Linked DNA regions of Hordeum vulgare: region 2 is linked to region 1. Evidence: chromatin contacts called from public Hi-C data. All regions are on one chromosome and are shown on one strand. The core of a region is the stretch at or near the end of the contact, and the rest is flanking DNA. Distances in the headings are between cores, read along the strand shown. Region 1 has its middle 60 kb from the start of LOC123430179. Region 2 holds the start of LOC123430180 (exocyst complex component EXO70H1-like).

Region 1 (3,695 bases), core at 814-3,313:
AGTGGTCAAACGATTAAGAGCAAAGAAGCAGCAGGTACCAAAAGGTACAAATGGAGTGTCAAGTCAAAAAGGGAGAAAGGTATCTAAATCTATAATATTTTTGTAGGAGCTTCTTTCTTCCTCTTATAACTTGCTGAAGTGTGAGCACTACCTTATTGCAGAAAGGTAGCGGAAAATCAAAAAATGGGCAAGAAAGTAATCCTCTGTCATCACAACAAACCGAGATAATATTTTGTACATTTATAGTTAATATGTTATACTAGATTATTAATATACGTGACAAGCAAGATTACTACTTGTTCTTATTCCAGGAACTTGAAACAAGTGAACCTGCTACATCAATTCATATCAAGTCGTACATTGACATTCTCCAGGTGCTACACTCGTATTATTAAATATTTTCCAACATTATTTGTCAATAGCTCATTGTGTTTTTGAACTTTGAAGGGAAATAAAGATGTCATGGATCTGCTAGATGCTAATTCGAACGGATGAAAAAGACACACTCTGTAGTACTTCCGAGCCGATTAGACAGTTTGGCTTATGGCACTAGATGCAAGTATTTATTTTGGTTATTGTAACAATGACATTATCATTTCAACGCTTTATGTCACTATAAACATGTGGCTTTCAATGGACAGATTCAGTACTTGCTAGATTCAAGCATGAATGGACTAATCATTCTGCTCTGGTCAAGAGAAATGTGCTCTTAGACAGTAAATTTGATACAAGAGCTTCCAGCAATCTGTTACTCACCTCTGCCGTTGGAGGTTGCATCCAGCCACCATCGCAACTATGCCGAGCCAGCAAGCTGCCTCCAGCGACGTTGCTCCGAGCATCCGGGCGGCTGGCGCCCCCCCCCCCCCCCTCTCTCCTTGTGCCTCTCATCCTCCTCTCAGATTTGAGCCAGAAGAAGCAGCGTCCACGCACTCTGCCATTGGAGGTTGCATCCAGCCACCATCCCAACTATGCCGAGCCAGCAAGCTGCCTCCCGCGGCGTTGCTCCGAGCAGCCGGGCGGCTGGCGCCCCACCCTCTCTCCTTGTGCCTCTCCTCCTCCCAGATTTGAGCCATGATTTGAGCCAGAAGAAGCAGCGTCCAAGCAGCTGGCAAAGTAGCAACAGGAATAGGCGGAAGAAGCTAGAACACTCGATCCAATTCTGTGTGGAGGGGATAACCGGATAAGATATAAACTCATTTAAAAAAAATGTTACTATAGAGGAGGGGCCTACCAAGACAGAAGCGGTGTTCTGATTCAAGAACCAGCCTCGGCCCAAACCCAAACCACACTGCATGCGGAGCAATTTTCGCTACGTTGCCACGCCGGATCGGACGAGGATCGTACGCATTTTGTCGTACGTATAGCAGCGCCGATAATATATCATACAAGTTCTTTAATGAAGTATATGTTAACCGTATGTAAAATAACTAAGCGGGTCCACTAAATGTTGAAAAAATGACCATGTTTGTCTCGGAGCTTGTGCCAGAACCGTTACTTCAAGTTCATACGATTTCATTCTTTTTTTTTCTTATGCGCCATGTCATCAAATTCGTCTATATGACAATTTACCAATGATGATCATAGGATTATTGGAGATGTCCTAAGAACAAGTATAGTAGTACCTAGACAGCCGGCTACAAGCTCTTCCACGTCAGAGAAAGTCTAGCTGGAGGGGAGAGAAAGCAAGAGAGAGAAGGGAGCCGGCGCTTCAATTGTCGCCCGGCTACAACACAATACCCAAGAGAAAAGAACTGCATGCAATGGTTGAAGGCTGTCGCGGCTCCCTCCTCTCCAACAGTTGTGTTTTTATCTCTTCCATACATGTAAACATTAACTGCTATAGCCAATGCTTGCAGCCAGCTTTACTATATGAGATTTGTTTTACGGAGACTACAAGTGACATGGCAATGGCATAAAGCCGGTAGTCGGGTCTACTATTAACCATGCTTTAATGGACTGTGACTATACTACTAGGTGGGGCAGCGCCTCAGCCATATGGATGCCATTCGCGCTGTGTCTATCACTGACTATAGGAGTGCTGTGCATTATCGCTGCCGTCGAGGCTACGTAGCACGTTGCTCAGTACGTGTCCTGCATGCACTTGTACTACTAGGTGGGGCAGCCTAGCTAGCTACAGTCATCTTGTACTACTAGGTATAAATGAAACTGACCAGTGAAGGAGTAGATTGCGGAAGAAAGACCGAACTATATCGGACGTAACGTCGTACGTGAAGCAATTTCGATATATTATTAACAGCTGACGTGGATACTTATAGATGCTTAACGTTGCTGCTGCATATAAAGACCTAGCAGTGATTTTGTCCTAAAAGCAGAGGCGTGGCGCAAAGAAAAAATAAATCATCAGTGATAGCCTGCAGCGCCGCTGTCTTTCACATGGAAATGGCAGTCCATTTTTTTAACACAATACAATCAAAATCGCTCATATACATGAATGTATACTCGTCTATATAAACGCAAACACGCATACTCTACCTTTATGAACATCTTTGAAAGAATAAGCTGATATATAATCTTAAGATTGACGAAGTCGCCACTAACGCCTTCGTTTTCGATGAAAACGTCTCCTTTCACTGAAAGCACATCGCCAAAGACCTGAAATAAATCCAAAAAAATGCAAGCACTAACGTCAAGTCTGAGACTTAAACTTTGATGGACAGGAAATACCATAGTCCTCTTAAACATCCAACCATGGATTGGTTTACGAAATGGACAGTCCATCTGCTAGTGCCATCTTCACTTCTTATTTCTATATGCAAAATAGTTCAACGCAAGAAGGAGCGAGCTAAAAAAGATTCGTTTACATTTTTCTCAAGGCTCAAATATCGAAGAACAAGATAGCCACATAGTACTACTACTCTACCTCTAGTACAACAAGTACTTGCACAATATTTTGTTCAATCAGCCCGTACAAGCATCAGCACAGTTCGCGGCAACATCATATGTGTTAGCATCCGTCCATGCCGCACGCTTCCACGAATACACGCGCAAGCCGTCGCTTGACGGTCCGCTCTACATCAACATGTTAGGACAGTGTCCGTTCGTATGAGCCTTCTAATGAAAGCGCGCAAACCGCCATCTCTGCGGACCGGTCTACATCAACACGTTCGGATCGGCCCGCTCGTACGAGCTGCCCAATGAACGCAAGCAACCCGCCATCTCCGTGGTCCGGTCTATATCAACACGTAAGGACCGTGTCCGCCCATACGAGCCGCCCAACATACGTGCGCAAGCCGCCGCTCCCGCGATCCGGTCTACTCAAATAACACTGGAGCAAAAAAGAAATATATATCTATTATCAGCCTTCACCGCCGGGTTGTCCAATGGTTAGGCGCATTGGCCCGTTATCCCTGTGGTCCGATTTAATTGAACGTATCAAATGAAATAGAAGAGCTTGTCATGAAGAAAACGTCTTTAAAAGAGCAAAGAGAGCAAGTCGTTGTAGAGACGATAAATTCTAAAACCGACAGTGAAACAAAAAGAAAAAATTGGCCCTAGAAGAGTAAGGAGAGCTGGACCAAGAGAGAATAACAAGAAATGGGTCAAGAGGCTTATGAACACAATTTGGGCAAAAATAGCTTTATTGAACTACATATGCTGAGGACATACAATGAGCATCGCGAAGATCCTCAACTCGCCACATCGCCTCTCCCTTAAATTAATTTCATCTTTCAGCG
Region 2 (3,695 bases), core at 602-3,101, 170 kb after region 1:
CTGCTGCTGTGACGACCGCCGGCGACCAGCTGCGGCAACGCTGCCGTCACCTGCTCCCGCATCGCGCCCGCCGAACAGCCCGTCTATCATGGCGATCAGGTCCCCCGGCGTCAGTCTGGCCACAGCGCCCTGCCGTCGGTAGAAGAGCCTGTACATGGGCACCACGGCCTCCTTGGCCGCTGCTCTCAGCACCTCCCCCATCTCCTCGTCTGCCGCCACCCACCTCTCTTGCATCGCCACCATGTCCACCACCGCTTCCTCCACCGCACCACCGCGAAGCACCTTGCTCCCCCACGCCGCGCGCACGTACACGTCAACGTACCCGCGCGCCTTGGCCCTCTGCGCCTCCGCCCACTCCTCCCCGAGGATCTGCTCCAGCTTCGTGCCGCCGCCCACCTTCTTGGCCACGTAGTGCGTGTTGTTCGCCAGGAATAGGTAGCTCAGCGCCGGTTCCCGGTAGCTCCCGGCCTTGGCTTCAAGCTTCCGTAGCAGCACATGCACGAGCCAACCGATCGGGTTCGACCACACGCTCAACGCCGGCGAGGACGACGACGACGACGAGAGATCCGACGACGAGCGCATGCTGCCAGAGGCGAGGGATGACGTATCCGTCAACTGGTCTGCTCCTACTCCTACTCCTACTCCTTGTTGGTAGAAGTATATGTGAGCCAGCGCGTTCTCGTAGTCGGCGAGGAAGGTGAGGTAGTTCATCACGTAGCGGGTGAGCGGGTGCACTGCGCCGCCGGGCACCGTGCCCTTGGACGGCTCTTTCTCGATGGCTGCCTCGAAGCTGGCCACCATGCTCCGGACCGCCTCGCTAACCTTGGTCGTCACGAGGGTGACGGCGCGGGAAGTGACCTCCGACTTCTCCCCGAACGCGGAGACGATGGCCGGGAGCATGGTGTCGGTGAGCGCGTCGTGGACGTCGAGCACGCGGAACAGCCGCTCCGGCGCGCGCCGTGCCCGCCCGACGGCGGCCTCGGCGACCGCTAGGATGTTGGTGGCATGATCGTCCGCGATGGCTCCGAACACCGCGTCGCCGACGGCCTCGTTGTCGGCGACGAAGACGCGGTCGCAGAGCTCCCGCTCCGCGGAGAAGACGGACGTGAAGGCGACGCGCGCGCCGGCGATCCAGGACTGTATCTTGGCGTCGACCTGCTCCCAGGAGAGCTTATGGACCTGCGCGTGCTGCAGAGACAGCGAGAAGCCGTGCAGGCGCTGCAGGTTGGCGGTCACCGCCGCGCGTCGGCGCGCCTTGAAGATGGATACGCACTCCTTGCCGTACCCGGCGGCAATCATGGCGTCGGCGACCACGCGAAGGTGAGCACAGGTGTCTAGCAGGCTTTGGTCATCGTCTTGCTCTTGCTCGTCTTCATCTTCATCTTCACCATCATCATCATCATCGTCATCCTGGCGGAAGCGGAGGACGGCGGGGAGGGAGGTGAGGAGTTCCTGGAGCTCGCGCTGGAGCCTCCGCATGGCCGTGTCGAGAAGCTCCTGCGCGCGAATGAGGCCATGGCCTCCGGCGTGGAGGGCGTCGGCGTTGGTGGCGGCGCCAGAGGCGTAGAAGAGCATGGCGCGGTGGAGGTCCTTGGCAGCGCGCAGGAAGGCGTCGACCTCGTCCGGGGTGGAGTCGAGGAAGAGCGAGCTGCCAAAGGAGTCCTCATCCGGATGCCACTTCTCGAGAAGGATGGCGGCGGCCGCCACGGTGTCGTCCACCACGGTGGCCGGGAGCGTGCGGCGGGGGGGCAGGGGGCTCCGGCTGCCGGCGCGCGTCATCGTTGCGTGCCGCTTGATTGGCTGAGCGGTGCCTTGGTTTGCAAGGAGGGAGGGAGGGAGGCAAGGCGGAGTTTGTTAAGAGGATGCGACGGGCGGCAGGGGGTACTTATAGACCAGTGGACGACTCGGCGTTCTCCCATCGGAAATGTCGGTCAAACGTGACACCTCGCCAGCTCGCGTGCGTCAGCCCGCCTCACCAGGATAGGATGGAGACACGCCCAAGTTGCACTCGAATAGAAGTATAGTATGGCACGCGGGGAAACAGCGTGACGAAATGTAGTACCACTCCAATTAGGACTATTAGCAAATTTGGAGCTAATCCAGAGCTTGGACTGCAGCGTAAGCTGGTCTCTCCCCCGCCCAAATACACTTTTGTTGCCGTCGCTGCACGGCATTTACAAGAGAGCAACCGCGTAGATCGCATCGCACAGCCTCCTCGAAGCTGCTTCGAACCTTCCAAGGCGTAAATACACCCCCACGCCCTCAAGAGACAAATTTGCCTCTCAGCTGAGCCTTACGTTTTGTCTCCATGCTTGCCATAAAATTAGTTTATACCTGTAAGGGGACGTTTGGTTTGTCGCCTCTCAGGACTCAAATGGATCCCACTGCCAAGTAAATGGTGATTATTATTTTCAAGAAAAAAGACCAACAATTACTTTGTTGCTTAGATGCCAAGTAAATTGCTTTTCGATGTTGACACGAGGAGAAGAAGCACGTCTTGCCCGTGAGCCATTGATGCTCAATGTGGGCCTGGGTGCCCTAAGCGGTTCACACATATTAGGACCTAGGTTTGACCGTCTCATCCATATTTTGTTACTAGTATTTGTTCAAACTCAAATCTTCAAATACGATGAAGCGTGTATTTTACAACGGAGAGAGTAGTCGTTTTATGAAGGGTGTACAACATAACTCGAATATTGCACTCATTTATTTGAACTTGGAACTCATGGAATTATGATTCTCTAGAATTACCAAATTCAAAAAAGAAAAGGTTTTGCTAATTTAGTTGCAGGAGATTTTCCTATCGGATCCACCGCAGGCTATAGAGGTGTTTCCTCCCCGCCCGAGTCATTCAGCTTGAAAGTCCACGGGGGCGATCCCATCTAGCCGTTGGAGGAGCCTCGATCTATTATGTCCCTTTCCGTTGATGTATGAGACTAGCGCTAGGCAAGCCCGAGAAGCTGCCAGGGACTGTGGCGGCGGGCCGTGTGTTGCTCCTTGGTGGCGGAGGGCCATGGATCCTGAGCAAGCTCGAGACATGGCAAGAGACTGTGGTGGCGGGGCATGTGCTGCTCCTTGGTGGCGGAGGGCCATGGATCTCGGGCAAGCCCGAAGTGGCCAACGCTTCGGTCAGCGTGGCGGCGGACCGCATCGGTCGGATCTACAGCAATGGCATCGGGTGGCGGCGGCCAGCTTCGGCAAGCAGGCGGCGGCGTACGGTGAGATGTCCATCGATGGCAGCTAGGGGCACCTGATCTGGGTCCAGATGGGCATTGGCACGCCACACATGTTGATGTCATGTATCTTTCCTATTGCATCAATGGCATACAGCTCCTGGGTTTGACCGGCAACACGAGGACGTCGGGGCTCCGGCCCTGGGTATAGCGGTGGTGGCGACCTCCTTCACCGGAGGTGGTCGACCTGAGGTTGGGTTGTCGGATCTCGAGGTTCGTCATCTGGTCCTGGCTGGGAGTCGGGGAGACATTGTTGCTGGTGAAAACCGAGCCGCCGACAGGCAGTGACGGCATTCTACGTTGTTACCTTAATGAAGGCATCATCGTGTAACTACTGTCAACCCACTCGCGGTGCTCCAGGGGAAACCCTAGGAACCAGTCTTCGAGATCGGATGATGGCGACACTGTGGTGTAGTTTCTCTTTTGGAAGCATCATTTGTGCAGTAGATGTTGGGCCCTCGG

The links. Hi-C and Micro-C count contacts between places; a contact is called where the count stands out from the background.
Region 2: a contact with region 1 is called in a Hi-C map of seedling, with 2.7 times the contacts expected there. The contact joins the promoter of LOC123430180 here to the enhancer-like site in region 1. A contact is called at or near these places in 3 of 6 Hi-C or Micro-C datasets (leaf and seedling) and 1 of 1 datasets of contacts at active chromatin or transcription factors (embryo).

The regions. Positions count from the first base shown.
Region 1 is chr2H:415,590,543-415,594,237 of MorexV3_pseudomolecules_assembly, forward strand. No RefSeq gene overlaps it. Among protein-coding and RNA genes, the nearest start is that of LOC123430179, 60 kb to the left of the region's middle. Within about 2 kb of position 2,064, at least 2 of the 3 cell types and tissues checked have open chromatin away from gene starts, as enhancers often do. A contact at or near this core is called in seedling, where this site is marked.
Region 2 is chr2H:415,757,098-415,760,792 of MorexV3_pseudomolecules_assembly, forward strand. It overlaps LOC123430180 (exocyst complex component EXO70H1-like), which reads right to left and starts at 1,852. Exons shown (of 1, transcript XM_045114073.1): 1 at 1-1,852. The coding sequence starts at 1,779.